2 separate regions of the Mus musculus genome follow, and region 2 is linked to region 1. Evidence: chromatin contacts called from public Hi-C data. All regions are on one chromosome and are shown on one strand. Each heading gives the region's core, a stretch centred on a gene start, on an enhancer-like site or on the middle of the called end of the contact. The rest is flanking DNA. Distances are from core to core; before and after follow the strand shown.

Evidence for each region. A called contact is a pair of places that touch in the nucleus more often than the background predicts.
Region 2: a Hi-C map of myocytes shows a contact between it and region 1, with 5 times the contacts expected there. The contact joins two enhancer-like sites. A contact is called at or near these places in 3 of 484 Hi-C or Micro-C datasets (the C2C12 cell line, cerebellum and myocytes) and 2 of 115 datasets of contacts at active chromatin or transcription factors (astrocytes and embryonic basal ganglia).

What each region holds. Positions count from the first base shown.
Region 1 is chr4:81,562,548-81,568,739 of GRCm38.p6, reverse strand. No RefSeq gene overlaps it. Among named protein-coding and RNA genes, the nearest start is that of Mpdz, 120 kb to the right of the region's middle. Within about 2 kb of position 3,164, at least 33 of the 459 cell types and tissues checked have an H3K27ac peak or open chromatin away from gene starts, as enhancers often do. A contact at or near this core is called in myocytes, where this site is marked.
Region 2 is chr4:81,966,594-81,973,231 of GRCm38.p6, reverse strand. No RefSeq gene overlaps it. Among named protein-coding and RNA genes, the nearest start is that of Gm46886, 36 kb to the right of the region's middle. Within about 2 kb of position 2,576, at least 27 of the 459 cell types and tissues checked have an H3K27ac peak or open chromatin away from gene starts, as enhancers often do. A contact at or near this core is called in myocytes, where this site is marked.

The DNA of each region.
Region 1 (6,192 bases), core at 1,915-4,414:
TTGTACATTGATGGCGAAACCGAGAGATCTGTTCTCCCTGCAATGCTGTGAGATGCTGGGGGCCCAGCAGCTTTTTCAGCTCACAGCAATGAAGCATGTACCAGCAGAGTGGGCTGCTTGCCTTGTCGGAAAGAAAGAATCTTGGGAACTCTCTGTCCTGCTGGAGTCTATGGCAGCAAACCGATTTTAACATCCCTTTTCACCAAATGAGATTTTTTTTTACTTTTTCAGATTCCTAAATCATGAGCCAAACTCGTATAAACCATTCAATATGTCATGGAAGACCTCCACTGTAAAATTACTATGTTGAATTTCCAACTTTTTTTGTGTGTGTGTGTGTGTGTGTTCAAAAAATTTAAAAACACAACAAAACAAAACATTTCTCCAACACCAGAAACATGATCAACTCCAAATCCAGAAAGATTTACAAATGCCAGAACATGGTTATCTCCCAGCAAACATACCATTTCTTTGTTTCATAGGACACTAAGGATGAATTATTCATGAGACCTGATTTCACATGCTTATTGTGTCTGGTGGCAAAGTCCCCGCCTGCTCAGCCTCGGGAAAGCTGGGGCCTCTCTGCTGCACAGGGCATGGTGCCATCCAGGGACCAGCCATGTGCTCACGAGTTACTGGAGCAGGGCAGGCAGCTCCAGTGGTCTCAGCTGTGCAGACAGCTGTTTGCCCACCGTCTGTGATGGCAGAAATGTGTGGTGGGTTTATCCTGAACAGCGTGCTCCCCCACCCCCTCAACCACACATGTGCTAGCAGGCTCTTACACACACACACACACACACACACACACACACACAATTCCATGCTGAGCATCCTAGTCTCCACCATCACCAGAGGAAAGAGAAGCCCCGAGATTTGGAACCCAGAATGAGCAGTTGACAGGAGTGGAGAACAACTCCTAATCTTACATGCAACACTGTTGGAGGAGTGTCTGTAGCCTCCTCCAGACCCAAGTTTCTCTTGTCAATTTGGTATCAAAAGGTTTGTGCATGCATGAAATTCAAAATGATTTATTGTTCATATACTGCTTTATTTAGTTGCTTAATAGGTTGATGGATGTGCAAAGGTCCTACATAAAGCAGAGGCCTCTTTTTTTTTTTTCCCAAAAGGAAAAAAAAAGTAAAGAAATAGATTGCCACCAGGAGTTTCATCCCATAGTAAAGACAGCCCTTCTAAGCTGGCTTGTGTTTGTAAAGAGTTCCCTTTGTCTCTTGCCTGCTACCTATCTCTGATATTTAGTAGTACACAATGCTACTACACCTTAGACACTACGGGAAGTGACAGGGATGAAGAGAACAAATATCCGGAGTACACCCTGGAGTTCTTTCTAAGCTCCATCCAATCTGTAGTAGGCAGTTCTTTCTTGGTGGAGCTTGGGGTAAAACAGACTTGCCCATCTCCAACAACAGAAGTCATTAGCATCCCATGGCCTCCCTTCTCTACGGAGAGAGATGCAGGGAGGGAAATCCTCTATGCTGGCTTCCTCCGTTGTGCCTCTTATCATTTGGTTCTTTTGCAGACACTGGACTACTTTCATTTTATAAGGACGCACTCCTCCCCAACTAGCATAGGTAATAAAATGAAATTCTCTAAAAACGTGGAAAAGATGGCTGTCAGAGAAGTTCCACCAACCTTTTACTAGCCTGTCTTGAATTTTATTTATTACTTCATTAGAGGTTCTAATATTTTGATTCAGTCTTGGTGAATAGGAGTCAAACTAGGGAGGGGCAAATTTGTTTATAGCAAGTGGCGGTTGAATTTGTGCAGAACTCTTACTCGATCAATGTTCCGTGCAAGCGACATTTGCACAGGCTCTCTGTAACCTCTTTTCCAAACAAACTCTAATTTGACATAATGCAGTGGAGAATGGCACCAGTCATCGGCTTTGCGTCAGAAACGCATTTTATTTGGATTCAATTCAGACTTAACGAACTGGTTCCCGTAAATGCAGCAGATGGGATTGAGGCAAATGGAACCCTGTGTGGGGCCTCACGCCCGGCAACCACGGCTGCTCCCCTGCATGCAAGCCTTCCCTGAGCTAGTTGGTTAGCTAGTTAGCTAATTGGTTAGGCTCATTCCAGCTGAAACTGGGTTTATAATTTTCAGAGTTCTCTTACCAGTCCACCAAACTGAGGCTTGAGAAGTGACAGTCCAGCAAAAGCCGCTAGATAACGTCCTTCTCTCTCTGCCCCACTGATTCGTGTGAAGAACGTTGCCAGAAGATGGCCCAACGGTTTATAAAGTTGGCAAAGCTATTGCCAGACCTTTTCTTCTAAAGGTCAATTAAAAATGCTAGCTGTACTGTAAACAGAATTCTTCATAGAAGAAGACCACACGGTACCCAGAGTGGTCTCTTAATACAAAATATCAATTCGATTTTCCTCAGGAGATTCACTCTCCTTTTGCAATGCAAATATTTTCAAGTGTACTAAACACGTTTTAGCACCTCAACATAGGCACTAAAACTATTTGCATGCAAAATTACCCAGAGTAGGCAGACAGGCACAAGCTTATGCTAGCACCATATGTGCTGAAGAATTCGAGCCAGAAAACAGCTAGTACTGGACGGTATTTACAATTTAAATTTAATTTTACATTATTATTCAAATGAGCATTTATATATAAGTCTCTATTAAAATTAATGCTTCACATGGAACAAAATTTTCACCTAAAATTATACTTGCAATAGTACTGGGCCTTTTTGCCCAGCTATCTAGATCATTTAAGAACCACAAAGCATTTCTATTTGTTTTTCGATTCTACCTGAACGACAGAGTCACGCTTTTCCTATGAGAATGAAAAGTAAAACTAATCTCGATTGGAAGGCCGGAAATCAACACAAGCACAGACCAACCCTGACACACTAAAGAGTGTAAACGATCGGAGAGAACCCGATGCTGCCTGATGATATCATAGTTCTTTTCTACCTTTCCACTAAAACGCCAACGATCTCTTTCCCTTTGCCTTCCAACAAGTTCCATGTGTTTTGTGAACAGTGACATGCCTTTGGCTTGATGTTTTGTTTGCAAAATGCAATGTGTTTTACTGTCCCCAGAAAGTAGCACTTCTTTGTATACTCAGAAACACGATCAACTGCATGCCCTGTTTTGTGCAACCCAGGGAAGGAGCCTTCCACCCTGGGCAACAGCGGTATGTGTGTGAGGGGTGCCTCAGAAGCCGTTGCTACAATACCACAAACAGAAGGCTGCCTCCTTCACTGTCCCCGAGAGTCATTTTCTATTTTAGGATTGGTAAAGTGGTAAGTCTTTAATGTCACTGATTTAAACGCTGCGCACTTTACGTTCATCTTCACTTTACAGAGAAAACTCTAGATGGATCAGAAGCCAGCATTCATTTTGCTCACCTGGGCTGCTTGGCTGTGTATTTATTCTTGGAGGCCCTTTGAAAATAAAGTCTCCATCCTCTCTTCATTGGTTCCCCACAGATCCACGGTTTCCTACTTACAGCTAGTGCACACACATCATAGAGGTATCAGCCAAATAAATACAAAACTTGAGTGGGGTTCTTAGAGATTGTTATTTTGTAGTCTATTTTAATGAAAGTCTATGAACCAAAAGTAGAAATATCCTTCAAATACTGGGACTGTGGTAATCTTTATAGCCTGTGGCCAAGGAACTCAAACTGGAATAGAAGGAATAGAATAACTTTTTAAAAATTAAGGATAAAAATAGTGTCAAATGTACCTAGAATCTTAACTGCAAAACATATTTACTCCTGGATTAACTATAATAAATTTTACCTTAAACCTAGCAAATAGAATGTTTCTTTTGAAAAACTTAAAAAGTAGGGCTCTAAGGCTAATGTCTCTTTTGCCTTCTTTTCTCCCCCTTTTTCTTGAAAACCACAGGAAGCTGCCTTCTTCCCCGACTTGCAATCAGTCTCCAAAATGTTGAATCATTGCCTGGATGCATGAACTCAACTGTGTGCAGCTTTAATGTATAGCAGCCAACATTTCTATACATAAGTACTCTCAAAGGGGCTCAGAGGAGAACTAGAGACCTTTGGTTCTGTGGGTTTAATGGGAATGGAAAATCTCCACGTTTACACATCTATTCTCACATATTAATATCATTACATTTAAACGGAGGTTTGATTTCAAACATTGAATTAATTAAGAAGGGAACATCTACGGTATTAGAAAGCCAAATCAAATGCCAACAGCGCCCTCTACTGACTTCTAAAAGAAAACTTTTTTTTTTTTTTTGTCTAGCAACAGAAAGAAAATTTCTGTTTATTTACTTAGCGAAGCACCCAGACACCAAATTAAATGTCTTAGAAAATACCAAATCCCTTGGTAAACCTGAAGGAAAAATGCGAAGAATTTTATAAATAGAAATCAGCAGTCATGTGGATGCTCCACTACCAATAAAAATTTCCTGTTCCACTAACAAATTGTGAACCATTTCCTAGCCTGGGAGCCTTTATTACAGTCAGGGCAAAAGCTAAAAAACAATTAGGGTTGGGTTAACATTCGCATTTACTACCACCAGGCACAAATATGAAACTTGGATTCCGAAAACTGAGAAGTCTTAATGGAAGTTTCAGATTCTTACATTATACTTCCATGCTTCTTGCTGTGTTAAAAAAAAAAAAAAAAATCCAAGCTCTTTCTTTATGGTTATTTCTTTTAGGAACCATAGATCATTTCTAATTCTCACACAACTTTGAGGCAAAGATACACTGGGTTCTTTTACTAAGTGCTAACATTTGCTGCAATGGGTATTTTAATTAAGGCAATCAAAGAACTGAAAAATAAAATAAAAAATATGTTCCTGCCAAAGCCCTTGCTCCAGACTTCGTGGAGACTGCCACGGTCTACACCTGCAATGAATCTCATTGGTCTCACTCCGTGAGTGCTGCCGCTGCCTTAAATCCCCCCACGCACTGCAGCGTTGGCCACATTTTTATGCAGCCTGGCTCCCTGCTCTGAAGCAGAACTCCTGAACAGCACATTCTGATGTTCTCCAGTCTCACTCACTTCACCAAGTGAGACCTGACAAGCTTTACACGAGAGGCGGGTGTGAGAGAGTCAGGAATGTTGGTGTGAAGGCACCAGAAGGCAAAGCAAGCGTTTCCTACTGACAGAGGAAGGAGCAGAGTGGCCTGAGCTTGCTGCGTGGATGCTCTGGCTCCACTGCACAGGCTTTCCCCGACGACCCTCCCTCACCTCCACCAGTCTGTGGTGGGAGGGTTGCCATAAATTTCTAGTAAATTGTAGGCTGCTAAATTAGAAGCGTTCTTCAACTCTCACCTCCTCCCATCAACTCCTCGCCTTTATAACTGTATTCTCTCACTCTGGCACGCGCACACGTGTGTGCATATACATACATACATACATACATACATACATACATACACACACAGACAGAGAGAGAGAGAGAGAGAGAGAGAGAGAGAGAGAGAGAGAGAGAGAGAGAGATGCTACCTTTATCATCCAGAAAGAAACATTTCTGTTAAATCGCCACCCTTCGTATTAAACTTTCTGTTGTAATTTAGGAAACCACAGTGGTTTCCTAAAGCATTCCTAACTGTGTCAAAGCTTCAGAGAATCTTTTTTCCTACGGCAGGTTCTTCCCCCACCCCATTCAAGGGTCTTCTCTGCTGTTTCTAAACTGTGTGACCTAAGGTAGGACACTCAAACTTGTTAATCTCGGATTACTTCTTTCATGGAAAGAGGATGGTAACAGCATTCTACTTAATCTATGGGGTTTACTGAGATTCTCATGAGATAAAGTTTACAATATACTCTAATAGGATGTCTGGTACATAAGAAACAACCCTTACTATTTCTGCATACATAATGAACAAGAAAAACGTCTCAGGTGAATGAACCAATGTACTACTGAACCTGTGTGTGGCGTGACACTGTCCTTCCGTGGGTTTCTAAAGGCAACTGCCTCTGGACAAAATGTGCAGGGAGGGCAGCAGCTCAAATCTCAGATTCAGAAGTGGGTAAATTTCCTTCTAGCCTTGTCTGGGAGACATCTCTGCCTGCTCATGGCTTTGAATCAGTTAAACTCTTTTAGCTTTGTGGCGCTACCCTACAAAGGGAGGGCATTGTCTAGTTCACACTGCTAAGTTAAGACTATGTGGCCACAGGTCTTGGTGAATGAACCCCTTCCGCAGGAGCTTCTCTTTCCCTTTCTCCCTCTC
Region 2 (6,638 bases), core at 1,327-3,826, 410 kb before region 1:
AGCCTGTAGCAAATGTTATGGATCTACCTAGCAAAGCACTCACTGAACTGCTGCGAAGAAGCTAGCATGATCATTTAGAGAACTGATTCTCAACCTGCCTAATTCTGTGACCCTTTAATGTCATCCCTCTTGTTGCTATGACTCCCAACCATGAAATTATTTTTGTGGTTATTTCAGAACTGTAATTTTGCTACTGTTATGAATTGTAATGTAAATATCTGTATTTTCCAATAGTGCTAAGTGACCCCCGTGAAAGGGTCATTAGATCCACAAAAGGGGTCACAACCCACAGGTTGAGAACCACTGAATTACAGGGATGGGTATTTTCTAAAGGAATTTTAAGTGCCATCTTAGAGAGGACATATGAATAAGGGGTTTTATATCCTCCTGAACAGAATACACACTAAATCAATGGCCACTGTACAATACTATAGTTTACTGGACAGAATATGAAGTCTCAAGAAAGAAATGTTAATTAATATAGGTTCCAATGTTTCCACTTAACTATTTGGATAATTTTTACTCTGCCTATTTAACTCTGTGTTTAAGACATGGAGCACCTGAACTTCAAAGCGGAATGTGTCTGCCACAGGACACAGTGAGATATCAATAAACAAGAGTTATGATGTTGTCTGGTGGCTTTGCATTCCTTGTATGTATGCTGTCCCATAGATGGAATGTGACCTGAGGTAAGGGAGTTTCCCTTCAAGTGCAGGCAATGCTAAAAGAGTCAGCAGTAAGCCCTCGGCAGCCATCATTCTTGGCATAGAAGGGCACATGTGTCTCGTTCTTGAAGAGCAGACTGAGTGAAAAGCACAGCATTCCCTAGAGCCCACTTCCTGGACTACTCAGTTACCTACAAGCTGGGTAGAAACTTCTCCCCATCAGACTTAGTCTCTGAAGTTTCCGGTTCATTTCTAAATCTGGAAAAAAAAAAAAAAAGAGGGATGTTAGCTACTATAGACACAAATGGTGTTTCTCTGACCTCTGGAGCTAGTATATGTGAGGCACCCTTCCATTCTGACCATAACACACTGAGTCGCCTTTGGCTTTTATCATCTTACAGATCCTGTTTCTCAGAGCAAGCCCCACGGTATACTCAAGTCTCATCATATCACAATACCTGCTTCAAAGTCACCACTTCTTAAAATCCTCCTTTTCCGTGGCCTTAAAATCCTCCTTTTCCGTGGCCTCGAAAGGGCATTGACTTTTCGACTCATATAGGGTTTACCAATAGCTTTGTTAAATACACTGAAAAGATACTGAAAACGGTGTAACAGGATCTGTTCATTTTCTACATCCATTTTCAACTTTTTAATCCCTAAAGCGTGTGTGGAAAATTAGTGGAGAGAATTAGCCCAAGGACTTTAATTTGAACGATGGGGGCCCACAGACCAGAAAGCAATAACTGTATGAATTAGTTTGCTAAGGTTGCTATAACAAGCACCACAAACAGAATCAAGGACAGAAACTTCCTCTCTCATAAATAGTCCCAGAATACTATAGTGTACTCCTATGTGGTGACTTTGTTTGGTCCCTCCTTAGGAAGCAAAATCCCTCTCCACACCTTTAATCCCCCTAGTTCTTGGTGACTTGCTGGTGACTTTGATATTCCTTGGCATTCTTGGTGTTCCTTGCTCTATCTCTGCCCTTCTGTTCACATGCTGTTCTCTCTACATGTCTCTGGTCAATATCCCCTTTAATAAGGATAACAATCTTATGAGGTAAGATACACATTAGACTCTACTGTGACCTTATCTCAACTACACTGATCATACACATACACATACACATACACATACACATACACATACACATACACATACACATACACATACACATACACATACACACACACACACACACACACACACACACACATACACATACACATACACATACACACACACATACACATACACATACACATACATATACATGTTCTTGACTCAATTTCCAAATAAGATAATTATCTGAGGTGCTAACAATGAGGAATTCAGCATGTGAAATTTGTGGAAGAATTTAGAGCTTTCTATTAAACTTTAGGGAAGGCACATATAACTTAGGAGAGCTAAGTAGTATAAGTGTCAACCTTGGAGATGAGTATGAGATTTGTTTGTTTGTTTGTTTGTGTTATTTTTCCTGTCTTTAATTTAAGATAGGAAACTTAGATTATGAGCCTCAAGAACAAAGAGTTTCTGTTTCACATGTGTCTGGGAGACTCCCCAGTGGTGGCTTTTCAGATGAAGCAGGACTGTTGAGTACATATCTCTTTGTTCCACCTGAAGATCTATCCCACGAAAGGGACAAGAAAGAACAAAATGTTCTCACTGCATGAGTCCCCAGTAGCTAATCAGTTAATCTCTTGAAGTAAGAGAATTCAATCTAGCAATTTCAATCTCAGGACAAACTCTGTAAGAAGAAAACCCTTGTCACCCCACTTGGTTCACTGACTCAGAACGGCCCACATGCCATGTCGTGTTGCCAAATCGAACATCTGCATTTCAGTTGCTGCATGCCTTTGGCGTTGGCGTTGGCCCTCTGACCACAGCGCTTCCTACAGCAGCTGTTTCAGTGGCTTGGCTTCTTTCTGTTGCCCTAGGTCTTACGGTGTAGCAAGAGGACACCCACAGTGGATGCCAAGAGAGTCATCCTAATGAATGGCATATTACGGACCTTGGGAATGTGACTTGGTGTCGTTTCATAGAGTAGCTGGCTAAATCCCGGTTACTGAAGGATCAAGTTAAATCAGGCAGAAAAATGATGTGGAGATTCTGCTTACAGGAAGTCAGCCACAGAAGCTTGCTTGTCACAACCAAGGCTCCCTTTGAGGAGCTCTACAGGGAGAATTTAAAATGATATGAGAATGACTTAGGTCATGTGGGGCAGTACTGCAGAACGGAAGTCAGTCACAGGCTTCAGAAAGAGGAAGATTCTTTTTCCCACTGTGTTCCCTTCCCATGTAACAGCTCCTTGCTCCCACACTCCTGAATATAAACACTAGTCCATACACTCAGCTATGGGCTCCCTTCTGCAACAATCTCACTGGACACAGAACTTTGTAACCTGATGAAATCCCACCACAAATGGGAAAAACAAAAACAAAACAAGACAAACAAAAAAACATATTTCAGTCCCCAAATGTCAGCAGGAGGATGGGGTAGGGCATAATGAACCTAACTCTAAAGCAAATAAAACATCTTTTAAAATGTTGCTGCTTGCTGCCAAATGTGGGTTCTGTCGCAGTACCACAGGGGGCTATTTGCACATGGCATGGTCTTCCCGATGAAGAAGCATGGCTGGCATGCCAGAAGGAGCTAGCAATTAACACTGCCAACGCCTCTGGAGATGCCTTACAGAAGCCTGAGCTGGAAACCATGGCTGCTAGTCACCCTTCTGCAGCACAGCTGGGATGTGGCCAGCAGTGGCTGCCTCATGTGTGGCCTCAAACTCATTGTTGTGGAATATCAGATCTGTGGGTTTGCTTTGGGAGGGTTTATACCATTGGAGATAGGGCTCAATGTCCTATGTTTCAGTAAGGAGTTAAACTAGTGACTCTAAAGAAAGTTGAATTACCAGACCCCAAACTTTGTAAAGAGGACTCATAATGATATCAGATATCAGATCGTGCATAGTTACCACTGGCTAGGCACATGGAAGTGGTAGGTATGAACTGTAAAGAGGGCTGCAGCTACTGAGCAGATTCTAAATCAGACTAGGGTAAGGGAGAATGACAGTCATCTTATGAACAAAAGAAATGAACAGGTAGACAGCTGCCCTGTCATAGAAGAAATATAAACTGGTTTCTAGGTTCAGTTCCAGAGACTACCACTCCCCAGTACCCCAGTATTGTAGTATTCATATATACACACACACACACACACACACGCACGCACATTAGGATAAACATGTAGATTTTAAAATTATGATTGTTGAGTACATAAGAGTATTATCTAGTAAAAATTATATATATATATATATATATATATATATATATATATATATATATATATGTGTGTGTGTGTGTGTGTGTGTGTGTGTGTGTGTGTGTGTGTGTGTGTGTATAGGATTATAGATGGGTACTTATCACTAATCAATGGTCTCTTTCACATTCTACAAACATTCATGGACTTGGATGCCTCCTAAGAGCAGGTAAAACCTAATACATTACAGAGAAAACCTCTATCCCCTTGGACTGTATATTTTAATGAGCGAGAGAACGACCAACTGGACAAATGAGCAGGTGAATAAAAAGAGACGCTTTCAAGCTGTAGGGAGATCTATAATCAAAATGATGAAGGATGGATGGGCTGCAAAATATCTCAGCAGTTGAAGGTGCTTGCTGCCAAGCCTAATGACCTGAGTTCCATCTGGGACCCACATGTTCTAAGGAAAGAACTGACTCCCATAAGTTGTTCCTCTGGCCTCCCCATGTGCACCGTGGCATGCACTACTCTATAATAAATAAATGTAGTGAACATTTTAATTAAAATTATAAAGGATGATATGACATGGGACTTAAAAGGTTGCTTTAAGTAGACTTGTTCTAGAATATTAATAAACTGGCGTTGTGTGCTTTTGCTGATGCCTGCACTATTAGTGTGCACTATTGTTTCCATTTTTGAGCAAAGATGTTGAAGTTCTGGAGACTTGTTCTGATGGGTCACCCTGGGCATTGAGTCAAAAATGGAGAGTGAGGCTGAGCAAGGGACTAGTGAAATCAAAGGATATCTCCAGGCACATCCATCTCTATACACTTGTTTTCTTTCTTGAGATTGCTTGCCAGCTCCAGCCCATATCACATTTGAGTCAAACCATCTGGTGATAAAGCACCCTTCTTAGAACTTTTGACATGTATGCCACCCATTACTGCCAGACTCTGAGAAAGATACAATGGGGTAAGACAGCCACAGGAGTAGGTCACAGGCATTTGTAGACATTTCTTGAACTCTGGGTAAGGGATCTATTTCATTCTTGTCAATAAGTTAACAATGTCAAAGGAAAACTGACTGGAAAGGAGATTGCATCTTCAGTGTGCCCTCTGTGGTGCCATCAGTTTTCCCAAGATGCAAGGGGTGTGACTAACGCAGAGAGATCCAACATGCCTTGTGAGAAAAGGCAAGAAGGAAATTTAAAAACATATTGAAATAAGAATGTTGGTTTTGAGCTGTTTTTTGTTATTATTGAGACAAGTTCTTGCCACACAATCCCATCTTGTCTGGAAGATTCTTTCCTCAGCCTCCCCAGTGTGGGAATTAACTCATGTATCACCAGGCCAGGTTTGGAACCACTTTTGAAGAATCATCTTATTCTCTCCTTTTACCGTTATCAACTTCTAAGTTCATATAAAACATACGCCACTCTTGGGCCCAGTTGGAGTACTCAAGGTATAAACCATAGCATAGTGGTAATGAGAACTTTCAAGTCATGTAGGCAAGAGCTAAATTCCTACACCCATATCCATTTTCATTTTGGTTTACACATCTCTTCTTTCATCAGGAATCACATAAATATTTCAAGCATGGTGTCAGGCATATGTGAGACAATGGTAAACTCTTGTTGAATGAAGGACAAGGAAACTGGTGAATGAATGGCCAATTAAACAGATCTTCTTCCCCCGCCTCTTTCTGCCTCAGGTTTTACCTCTACTCTATTACTTCCCAGGGAATCTTTTTTATTCCCCACATGCCCAGTCTTTGCCCTTAACTTCCCTCATACTTCACGCTGCTAATATATCTCCTATTCTCATGAAGTTGTGATTTTTTTCTATGCTCTGCTCTCCTTTTCATGATTGTAAATTGCTTTTTACATAATTTACCATGCCTAGCTGTGATTGTAAATTTCTGCAAAGTTCTTCCCTGTTTCAAAGACAGACTTTCTCATTCATCAACCTGGATTTGAGAGGCAATGTTAGTCTTGTCTATGATAATTTAACCACAGTGTAATATTGGGATCCCAATGCTGCCGAGACTCAGAGGGTCTATCTTCAGAATATATTGCTTCAATTAACCTTCAGAACAACTGGTGGCTTTGTGCATGGTTACCATTTTACTTGGGAGAAACTTGTGTCTTGGAAGGTTTCTCCAAAATTACCTGAGCTAGAGATAGAGTGATAGACAAATCTACAACCCCTGCCATGGGTTTGCTTGCCAGAACCATGAAAATTGGATCATCATTCATTGCATCTATTTTACTTTGCTTCCTTAGTGGTGGGGTAATCAAAAGAATGACATGAGGAAGAAGTCAAAATCTGTGTAAGAAACTTCGGGATCGGCTCCTGGAGAACCGCAAACTTGAGGACAAGGGAGTGGTGACTAAAGTTCTGGGAAGGAGCATTTTGGTAAAACTTTATAGTGCTGAGCTTTGCCACATGAGACTACTCTAAGAGCTGCAATGTTGAGCAGCTAATTAATCCTCTTGAGGCAATTACACAGCCTCCAGAAATGGTCTAGTGCCGACCTATGCCCAGGGGCACAGACTGTTAAATAAGCAGGAGAAGAACCTTGAAGTGGCAGGTTTGTAACTGGTCCTGCCTGAGGTCAGCACTTCAGGCCCTTGCTTGGGCTGGGCCTAGCAGCACAGCATCACACACAGGTGGGTGTACTGTAAGTGCTTTTTAATGATGGTGGTGGCGATGA